Regions from separate parts of the Gossypium hirsutum genome. Here all the other regions are linked to region 3. Evidence: chromatin contacts called from public Hi-C data. All regions are on one chromosome and are shown on one strand. Each heading gives the region's core, a stretch centred on a gene start, on an enhancer-like site or on the middle of the called end of the contact. The rest is flanking DNA. Distances are from core to core; before and after follow the strand shown. Region 1 holds the start of LOC107893670 (probable WRKY transcription factor 57). Region 2 holds the start of LOC107893926 (probable inactive purple acid phosphatase 2). Region 3 has its middle 22 kb from the start of LOC121213151. Region 4 holds the start of LOC107893669.

What was found. A called contact is a pair of places that touch in the nucleus more often than the background predicts.
Region 1: a Hi-C map of leaf shows a contact between it and region 3, with 6 times the contacts expected there. The contact joins the promoter of LOC107893670 here to the enhancer-like site in region 3. A contact is called at or near these places in 8 of 34 Hi-C or Micro-C datasets (hypocotyl, leaf and seedling).
Region 2: a Hi-C map of leaf shows a contact between it and region 3, with 2.5 times the contacts expected there. The contact joins the promoter of LOC107893926 here to the enhancer-like site in region 3. A contact is called at or near these places in 5 of 34 Hi-C or Micro-C datasets (leaf and petal).
Region 4: a Hi-C map of leaf shows a contact between it and region 3, with 2.9 times the contacts expected there. The contact joins the promoter of LOC107893669 here to the enhancer-like site in region 3. A contact is called at or near these places in 16 of 34 Hi-C or Micro-C datasets (callus, hypocotyl, leaf and 2 more).

What each region holds. Positions count from the first base shown.
Region 1 is chrA13:32,230,447-32,233,146 of Gossypium_hirsutum_v2.1, reverse strand. It overlaps LOC107893670 (probable WRKY transcription factor 57), which reads left to right and starts at 1,444. Exons shown (of 5, transcript XR_005908121.1): 1 at 1,444-2,312.
Region 2 is chrA13:32,548,474-32,551,244 of Gossypium_hirsutum_v2.1, reverse strand. It overlaps LOC107893926 (probable inactive purple acid phosphatase 2), which reads left to right and starts at 1,482. Exons shown (of 2, transcript XM_016819072.2): 1 at 1,482-2,350. The coding sequence starts at 1,664.
Region 3 is chrA13:32,408,956-32,411,779 of Gossypium_hirsutum_v2.1, reverse strand. It overlaps the pseudogene LOC107920674. Among protein-coding and RNA genes, the nearest start is that of LOC121213151, 22 kb to the right of the region's middle. Within about 2 kb of position 1,414, at least 6 of the 9 cell types and tissues checked have an H3K27ac peak or open chromatin away from gene starts, as enhancers often do. A contact at or near this core is called in leaf, where this site is marked.
Region 4 is chrA13:32,209,151-32,211,961 of Gossypium_hirsutum_v2.1, reverse strand. It overlaps LOC107893669, which reads right to left and starts at 1,448. Exons shown (of 1, transcript XM_016818726.2): 1 at 1-1,448. The coding sequence starts at 911.

The DNA.
Region 1 (2,700 bases), core at 195-2,694, 180 kb after region 3:
CCAAAATAGCTATATCTTTCAAATTTAAGATTTGATTTACAATCCGATTTCAATTACTTCTTTCTACAGCCCTCTATTATCCATAATTACATAAATTTATCCTCAATTTTAAATATTTACACTTTAGTCCCTATGTTAAAAATTAACAATTAAACCTTACAAATTAGTCCTTTTTCATATCTAAGCTTAAAATCTAACCAAATAACACCAATAACTTCAAGCATTCATCAATGGAAATATTTTGAAACTTTGGCAATTTCGAAAAATAAAATACAGATTAACTAAATCAAACTACCACAACCTTGAAAACATAAAAATTACAAGAAATGAACTTGTATACTTACCTATTTTGAAGGACTGAAGTTCAAACTCAAAACCCCAATTTTTCCTTCTTGTTTTCGTGGAGAAGGAAAAGGAAGAAATAATGTGTTTCCTTTTCTTTTGGTAAATATAATGTGTTTTCTTTTTAATTTTTACTTATATGTCTAGTTTTATATTTAATTAATCTAATTGGATTTAATAAATCTTAAGTAATCAATTAAGCGGGTGACAAACAACGTCCACTACCGTTTGACATTACTGGAAGGGTCCAATTCCTCAATCGGTCCTTCAATTAATTATAATTTCATAGTAATTAAATTTTATCTCTTTTACAATTTAGTATTTGTACCTTAATTAGTTACTAATTCGAAAAAATTATTTATTCAAAATTCAATTCACCTATATAATAAGTCCGTAAATATTTACATGCTTGGTTTGCAGAAATGAGGTCGTGATACCTCTTTTTTCTACACCACTAACTTTAGGGTCATTGCATCTGTACTTTAATTAATTATCAATTCAATAGAATTTCTAAACCAAAATTCAATATAATTCAAAATAAACTAGTAAATATTATTATCACTCATTGGAAATGGGGTTCTGAAACTACCATTTTTCAACACCATTGAAAATTGGGTTATTACATCAGTGACTTAAATGAAAAGTTTAGAATATTTCAACGATCATTTTGTAAATTTTTGAAATTGAGTGACTAAAACATAAACTTACTAATAGTTTAGTGAACTTAAATGTAATTTACCCTAAAATAATTGATTAGGACTTTTGAGTATCAGGTTTGTGAAAATTATTTTCGATAGTTGAGTTTAATTAATTAATTTAAATTTGAATTAAAATTATTTTATCCTAAAATGATTAATTCTCATTAAAATAATTGATATAGTTACTTGCAACTTCAAAAATAAAATAAATTAACATTCAACATCTATTGAATGGAATAAACTGGATGTCCTTCAAAAAAAAATATCCCACGAATATCATGTATAGATAAAATAATATTGAGAAAGTTTATTTTTATTTTATTTAAAATTAGAATTAATTCAAATTTAAATAAAATTCAAGGTATATCTCAAATACCCGAACGCTTGAGGAAAAAATTAACATTAAAAAAAGCATTGCCAAGAGAGGGAAAAAAACATGCTTATGTCGGAAAGTATCTCTTTCTATTTTTCTCTTCATTCATGCGCGTGGGCCCACGCACACCCGCTTCCCTTGCTCTTCATCTTCTTTCACCTCCTTTGCTTAAATATCAAACTCCCGTCACTATTTTCAGTTGACGCCGATTTTTCTGAACTTATCTTTTGTCTATTCTCCCCCAATCTCTCTTACTCGCGCGTACTTTTCAGTTTCCTTTTTTTTCTTTTTCTTTTTCTTTTTCTGTTTGGACGACGGGAAAAAAAAACTAGCCAAAAACCCTAGCTCTCTCTCCTTCATTCCTTTTTTTTGTTTTATTTTCTCTCTACGTTTTCTTTTAGATTTCATTTGGACGTGCTTTGAATCCTGTTATTTTCTTTGTATGTTCTATTCTTTTTTTGGATGAAGGTTTAGAGGATGGAAGATAAAGAGGGGCTTGATCCAGCTGGGACTGAGTTTAAATCCGATTCGAGCTCGAGCTGGACACTTGCTGGACCTGACTCAGTCTCCGATAGCATCAATTACTTCTTCGATAGGGAAAGCAGTATACTGAGTGAGTTTGGTTGGAATATTCTACAACCGGACCATGCCGATGAGATTGAAAGGTTCGGTGAACTAGACCGAACCGACGCCAGTCGTGGTTTGGCGGGAAATTGTAGCGGCTCGCAATCGCAAAGCTGTGGTGCAGCTGGTGGCGTTGGTGATTCGTGTTCAGGGGCAGCGTCGAATCCGGTCGGGTCAGCTGAAGTGCCGACATCGAATCCGTCAGTGTCGTCGAGCTCCAGCGAGGATCCGCCGGAGAAATCTACGGGCTTCGGCGGGAAACCGCCTGAGATACCGTGAGTACTAGTGAACCAATGATGAAAGTTAAAAAATAATTTTAAAAACCTTTATCTTTTGTTGTTTTGTGCTACTTTATGAGACTGAGTTGTAATTAAGTACGATTTCGGTGGGCAAAAATGACAGATGGTAATAAAAGCCACCGTATCAAAAGTCATGCAAATTTCGGTGTCCGTACAGCGAAACTGTATAAAAAAAATATAACAACCTTGTTTCATGCAAGTTGGGGAAGAAGGGTTGAGGCAGTTTCGTAAATTTAGGGAAATAATTGGTCCAATTAAGGCAAATAGAGAGGGCGAAAAATAACAGCGACTTTTTGCCTATTAACGAAGTGGCCTTCAACACCGCCGTTATTGCGGCGGGAATGGCGTGCTTTGCTTTGAGAAA
Region 2 (2,771 bases), core at 233-2,732, 140 kb before region 3:
TAACACTTTTTCAAACAAGCCCTACTTAAAAAATTATAATTAATCTTAAGTTTCATTGTGTAAATTTTAATTATTATTATTTAAATATATTATAATTACTAAGTATTTATATTTATATCATTATTTAAGCTTTTGATCGAGTTGTTGTCATTCGTCAATAGAACATTAATTTAGTTGAAACATGACTAAAAGTCTATTGTTTTTATAAAATAACAAATATTGATATAATAGTGTTTTTTACTTTTATATATATTTTTATAAAATATTACTATGGTAAGATTTAAACTTAAAATACCATAATATTTAATGTTTTAATTTCACTATTTTAACTAAAGACTTATCTACAAATATATTTCTTACAGAATTTTTCATTTAATTCGTGAGGATTTCATAATTTAATGTTGTATTGTCAATTAATTCATAACTTGATTGACATTGATATTGATATTAATGCTAAGTTTAAGTGTGCTGATTAATAATGATTTTTGAATCAAACGGTTCAAAGACCATCTTCTAATTGGTAACCCCAATTAATTCTTGATTCAACAGATCTGATTTGGTTCAAATAACATTAAACTAATGTCATCGTATAACAGGAAGAAAAAAAATCACCCTGCCACTTTAACAATAACAACAACTAAACAGTGTCATAAATTGTACATACTAATAACAAAATTAAATAGATGTAGCATTAATACATGTAAGATTGAAAGAACATAATTGATCTATTAAAACGGACTTTTTGTTATATTATATACCTGCTTCAAAGTTGACACCTTCATATCTCGACTTTCACTTCTACTCTCATATTCTACAGGTTCCTTCCTTCTCTCAATCCTCATTTATCAAAATTTCAAAATTTTATATATCTTGCTTTCACTTTAAAATTATATTTAAAAATAGTATGTTATTTTTAAATTAAAAAAATTTAAGTACCATTATTTTAATATATGAAAATTTAAAATTATAAAAAAATTGAAATAAACTTATTTCTTAGGAATTTTGATTGAGTTTAAATCCTGAAATCATTATTGCTGAATAGGCTTCATCTAAATATCACTCTCGACTTGAATAGGACTAGACTCAATCAAATTATAAAATGAACAAAAAGTTTTAAAATTCCTTTTAAACCTACAAACTAGTTTTAATATTGATACTCTCTTTTCAATAATACAGAATTATAGATTTATAATTCTAATTCTCAAGTTTTTAATATTTAAAAAGATAATATATTATGTCTTAAAAAATATTCAACACTCACTTTCTAAATTTTTAAAAGATAATTAGCATACTAAAATAATAAATTTAAATATTTTAAACAATACAATTTTAAATTTTAAAAATAACATAATATTTTTAAATATAAATGGACTAAATTGAAAATTTGATAAACTTTTAGAGACCAATTATGATATTATTACATGTTTTTTATTTTTTATATGAGTATATGGACAAATGTTTATTTTGCTAAATAATTGAAAAGTCATCCACTTTTGCTAAATATATAAAAATGGCACTCAATTATAATCTTCCTCAAAAAGAAATATGCCTAATCCTTTATTCAAAGCCCATACATTTCTCTATTTCCCAAAAAAAAAAGGCCCATACTTGTTTCTTTCGCTTTTATTGCAATCCTCAACTTGATTAACTTCCGTTATCCGCCATGAATATGATCTTGCTTTTCTTCTTCCTTCCTTTAATCTCTCAAGTCCGACCCGAACCCATCCTCACCGTCAACCCCAAAACTCTTTCTAAATCGGGTAATTCGGTTCACATCCAATGGTCCGGCATCGAGTCACCGTCCAAGCTCGACTGGCTCGGTCTCTACTCGCCCCCCGACTCACCCCACGACAACTTCATCGGTTACAAGTTCCTTTCATCTTCTTCCTCAACTTGGGAATCTGGAGCGGGCTCCATTTCTCTCCCCCTCACCTCCCTCCGCTCTAACTACTCCTTCCGGATCTTCCGCTGGACCGAATCCGAGGTCAACCCGGAAATCCACGACCAGGATCATAATCCCCTCCCGGGCACGAAGCACTTGTTGGCGGAATCCGAGACGGTGGGTTTCGAATTGGGTCGTGGGCCGGGGCAGATCCACTTGTCGTTGACCGGTCGGGAAAGGGAGATGCGGGTGATGTTCGTTGCGGAGGACCCGGAGGAGAGGCAGGTGAGGTACGGAGAGAAGGAAGGAGAGTGGGAAGGTGACGTAGCGGTGGCACGTGTGGGGAGGTACGAGAGGGAAGACATGTGTCACGCGCCGGCCAATGAGAGCGTTGGTTGGAGAGATCCTGGTTGGATATTTGACGCTGTCATGTCGGGTTTAAAGGGTGGGGTGAAATACTATTATCAGGTAATTAAATGCTAAATTTGGAGATGTTTTGAACTACATTTTGTTCCAACTAAAAAACGCCTTCTTCATTCAAATGGTTGTGCTACAATGCTGAGCTCCTTGTCTTGAATTACAATTTCCTTTTTATCATGTTACATCTATAACCATAATAATATTTGAAGTAGATATGCTTTATGCTTATTGTTGTTATAGATGAAGGATAAAATAAAACATAAGAATTTAGTTTTCTGACAAGCATGACATTTATAATAAATGTTGTTATAGAAAGAGCTTAGTCCTGATGAAGGAGAGGGTGGGCCTAGGTTCGAAGTTTGAATCTTTGATCTAGTGCTATGGTCATGGGACCATTGGCCTGCAGCATATTGTGTATCTGCTCAAAGTGTTTTTTTTTTTTTTGATAAGCTGTGTAGTGCACACACTT
Region 3 (2,824 bases), core at 165-2,664:
TAATTTCTATCAATTTCACACCTAATTTATCCAATTCTCAACAATGGTAACTTATCAAAATCTCACTAATTGAACAAATTGATATATGGGTTAGCTTAATCAAGCTCTCATGATAAAAAAATCTATAAAAATCAAAGAAAATGGCTAAAAACTTACTTGTAATGTTGACCAAATGTTACTTCGATTTTGAAGCTTTTCTTCTTAACATAACAATGGATGTGGACGGTGGCCTTTGGGAAGAATATGATGAATTTTGTCATCTTTTCCTACTAAGTTTTACTTATATACTTAGATTAATTTTAGTTAATCTTAATTAGTTTACTTAATCATGATTAATTAAACTCTAATCTTTAATTAACCTAAGCTAATGACAGTTAACATCATATCCCACTATCATCCATTTTGAATTGGTCAACTAGCCATTTTAGTCCTTAGGATAATTGCTATTTAAGTCTTCAAGTCTTTCCCTAATTAAAAATCTATAACGATTAATTTTTTACAATTTAATTCATGGGTCTGGCTACCTGGCTCGGTCTGAAGGCCCGCCCGAAATGTGAGAGGGTTTCGGTAAAAATATAGGCCCGAAAAATGGGCTTGGACAAAAAAATAAGGCTCGTTTAAAAAACGGGTCGGGCCTTGGGTAAGGTATTTTTGGCCCGAGCCCGGCCCCGCCCGAATTCACTAAATGACAAAAAAAAACTGCTCTTTTTTTGTTATTGAATGTTATTTTCTTGTTGTTTTCTCCTTATTTTGCTGCCATATTACTATTATGTTGCTACTATTTTGTTGTTATTGTTTGGATATTTTATAAAACTTATTTTATTATTAATTTTGTTATTATTTTAAAGGCATTTGTTAATTTTGTTATTATTTTAGATGTATTATATATATTTAAAAATTATATAAAATAATACAAAAATTAATACGGGCTGGCGGGTCAGGCTTGAGTTTTAGCATTTTTATTTGGGTTGGGCTTGGAAAAAATTTTAAGCCCATTTTTGGGCCCGGCCCAGCCCGAACCCAATGAATGAGCTTAAATTTTTAGTTGAGCCAAGTCCGAACCCGGCCCGACCCAACCCAACCCATGAGCATCTCTAGTCTTAATTAATCACATTTTTAACTAAATTTTTAAACACACATTATTGTAAAAATTTAAATCATTTAAATAAATAGGGTGAATAGGAATAGATTATGTGAGAAAATTTGGTAAAAGCTAAAAATTTTGGGGTTGGCTTGACTAGAATTTTCATAAAGTTTCTATTTAAAAGCATCACATTTTTTCATCTTTGCTGCAAAATATCTAATATCACGACAAGATGGCCTCTAATTAAGATGTCCCCCCCCCCCCTTCTTCTCCTACCCTTTCAACAGCCAAACATGCTTCAACTTCTCCCATGTGACCAAAATCTCCTGTTTTCCCCTCTTCCAACGGTCTTAATTTAATTTGCTCACTCCATCCTCCTTTAACAATTAACCTCCAACGCAATCTTTGATTTTTTTTATTTGCTCAGGAATATCTGGTTTGAAACATGCTATAATCTCCATTAATGGCATCATTATTACTTTTATCAAATGCTTTTGACTGCAAAAAAGATGTTAATGACACCCATTTCACTAACAAACAAGAGAGTTACTACAAATCTAAATAGCACTTCATTTAGCAAAATGGCATCCGTTAATTTCAATAAACACGATATAACTATATTGTTAATTTCCCTCGTTTATAACATGAGAAATTGAGATAATGATCATGATGATGATGAAGAAGCGCCAAATTGAAGATAAGACGACAAAAGCAACACTCTTTCTTTCACTCATTTTTTTTTTCAATATCATAGAAACATTCTTACTCTTTCTGAACTGAAGGGAAAGGTAGTGATTGGTGGAAACTGATAAAGAAAACCAGGAACAATGGCGTCTCTACCTTTCTCTGCAGCCAGTTTTCACTCCACCTTCACTTGTTTTAACTATAAAGCAAGGAACCCAAATTTATTCTTCCTAAAAAAAGGTTCAAGCTTTACTTTATCAAGGAGAAAATTCTTTATTAAAAGTGTTGCCAGTGACCAAAGGCAGGACCTCAAAGAAGAAGGTCAAATCACTGAAGAAGGTTACTTTCACTTTTTAATCACTTAATGCAATTTCATAGTATTTTTCTCTTTATAAACCTATTAGTAGGCAGTGAAGGGAAGGTTTTGAATAGTTTTGTAATGGGGGCTTGAAGGGTTTTGTACCCTAGATTACTTGGTTCAAGAATTCCTAATATATAATGCTAAAGTGGCTTTTAGGGTCCTCTTTTTTATCTTTGTTTTTCACTTCTTTCCACTAATGGATCTCAAAACCCCCTAATATGTTGATCATGGTGTTTTATTGATCTTTTTTTTTGGTCATTTGAATCATTAATGTGATATGTTGATCTGATTTGCAGCTTCTCTAGATACATTTGTTCCAGATTCTGCATCCATTGCATCAAGTATTAAATACCATTCTGAGTACACACCCTCATTTGCGCCGGACCATTTCGAGCTCCCCAAGGCGTTCAAAGCAACAGCCGAAAGCGTCCGAGATTCGCTTATTATAAACTGGAATGCTACATATGCTTACTATGAGAAAATCAATGTGAAGCAAGCATATTATCTTTCTATGGAGTATCTACAGGTTAATTTGGCCATAAATTTGTCCACTTTTTCCTGCTATTGATTTGGTTTTTGGAATCAAATTACTTGGCCAAATGTTTGTTAAATATTCCCAGTCACCATTGATGCAGGGTAGAGCTTTGCTGAATGCCATTGGTAACTTAGAGCTTACAGGAGCCTATGCAGAAGCT
Region 4 (2,811 bases), core at 199-2,698, 200 kb after region 3:
AGTTTCTTACATTCAACATTGTTGGTAACCCCATTGCTTGAAACATCTGGTTCCACCTTCTTGGGCCCATTCCTAAAATACCCAGAATCAGAATTTTCAGAACAAGGACCAGACCCAGAAGATTTCAGCTTGATGACTCCTTGTTTTTTCATCTTCAAAAGCTCACCACCATTGTTAGCATTCTTAACAGTAATCCTCAAATCTATGGAGGATGACTTAGCCTCCAGAACGACAGAGTTGTTGTCTGAAGAATCAGCAACTGAATTCAGCCCTTTCTTACAACCAGAATCCCTTGACAGCATCATTAAACACATAGCAACCTCTTCCTGTTCTTGTTCTTCAATCTCTGATACAGATGACGAACCATTTGCCAAAGAGACTGAATTATTAGAGTAAACACCTCCTATTTTGCACCTTATCCTCTTGGATCTCCTCCTCCTACTTGGAGTTGATATTTCAGTATCTGATTGACTATCCACAACCAGCTTCTGTTTCTCAGTGTTACCCCAATGATCCTCAAGTTTCTGAAAGACCCTTTCTTTGTCTGAGTGACAAGCCATGTGACCACAAAGAGCTTTCAATGATTGGAAACCCTTACCACATTCTTTACAAATCATCTCTTTGAGTACAGAACCATTGCCTAAATCAGAAAATCTCTTGCTTTTCTTGGGGTTCTCCCTTAGATCATAAGTTGCAGATTGGCCACCACCAGCTTCAGCCTCAGCAGCTCTCTTTATGTTCCTAGAACAGAAAAGCTGCTGGTTGTTTATGGAGATTTCAGCCTTTTCCTCTGCTTCACCAAGATTCTCAGTATTCATGTGAGTCCTTATGTGACCTCCTAAGGACTTCCCACATGGATACCCTTTGTTGCAAAACTTGCAAACAAACTTCTTTCCTTGATTTTGCTCCATTAAAAAATATTTTGATCACTTAAAAACTGAAAATACCCAGTGAACCAAACCGGAACCGTGACTCATTTCTTGCATTTCCTTTCATCCATCTTTGTTGTGAGAAACCAAGAACACAGATCAAGGAACAGAGAGAGAAAAAAAACAGATCACAAAAAAGTTGCTTGCTTTAGTTTCAGTGAAGATGATAAAAAAACGAGAATCAGCAGCTGAGATGTGACAGGTTCTCTGTTTCAAGTACAACAAAGAGATCCGACCCACAACAAAAAGAGACCCTTTTTAAAAATCCCATTTCTTTTGCTCATCTCAAAATTGTTTAAACCCAGAAAAAAAAATCAAACATTTTATAAAGAAGGGTCGCTAATGATGGCGATGAAGAGGCTTACAAGAGGAACAAAAGAAATAAAATAAAATACCCCAAGACTGTTTCTGTTTCTCTCTCTCTAGATACCCTTTTGGTGTGTGTGTGTGTGTGTGTTGTAGTTGGAGGAGAATTCCATGCATGGTAGCAAAAGGATTTAAAAGGGAAGAAAAAGAGAGAGAGAGCACGTGTATTGAAGTGAGAAGCATCAGGTAAAAGGGAGGATTGAACGGTCAAGATTTTTTTAAGGATCCCAATGAGTGAGGAGTTTTTCTTATGGCTACAACATCCAAACGATGCCTTAACTTTGTCTTGCTTGTTGTAAAGCTCACTCACACAAAAGGGGCAGAATCTCCAACCATTGTTTGCTTTTCAGTTTCTTCCCTTACCCTCCACTATAACACATACATACATTTCATTGTACAATATGCCAACATGTTACATTGTGGTTGGGCCCCCTTTTCTTCTTCTTTTTCCTTTTTTTTTTAAGAAATTTCATCCCCTATTCATAATATGGTTCAAATTTATCCATTAGTTTAGGCATTAAGTCCTCCTCAATTTTCTCACTCCTCTTTTTTTAATTATTTGCACTTGAAGTCCTCAAACTATGACTCAAACTCTAAATTAATTTTCAAACATCAAAACGTTCTAATTGAGTTTTTAAAGTACTAGTATCATATCAATCAAGTTTTTCATTTGCCTAGCCATTAAGTGTCAACTCAAATCTGACTTAAATCATATTTAAAACACATGAATTTTATTCTAAACATATGTATACATATTGCATAAGCAACTTGGACCCAAGCTATATCATATGACTCTAAGTTTTCCATGAATCTTATTAACGCTATCTTTTTTTTAACACATTAGATTCAAACTGTTCATACAACAAGTCACAAATATTTATAACTTGATTCATATATTTTAAATATACTTTACATCATATTCAATGTGGCATGCAATGCTTAAATTGACAATTAGTCTAGCAGAATGATCTCATTAATATAATATTGGTTCTTGATTTGCCATAATACCATGTAGCAGATTAAACTAGTTTTCGTACTTAAAGAGCTTGAATACAAGCATTTTTATTATGTTTTAGTTAAGTTTTCCATATTTGGTTTGAATTTAATAAAACATGTATTTTGAGTTTTTTTATGACCTTAAGGGTCGAATGAGGCCTAAAGGTGAGCTAATGTATGTACTTAGTGAGTGTGCAGGACACCATTCAAAGGCATAGAAACTTAAGGCTGGTTGTTGTGTTGCAACACGAGAAGTTCAATGTCGCAACATAGGGATCAAAATACAAGAATTTCAAGTTTGCCTTTGATGTCGCAACATAGCCATAGGATGTCATGACATACCCTTGTAGCAAAACCTGAACCAGGCATACTGCCTTCAATATCACGACACGGCACTAGGGTGTCACGACACCGGCCCTGTATGGGAACAGTTACGAGTGAGGGGCGCTTTGGTCCACATAATGGAAATTAACACGAAAACATTAGCTAACCTAGGGTTGAAGACGATGGTCAACCCTAA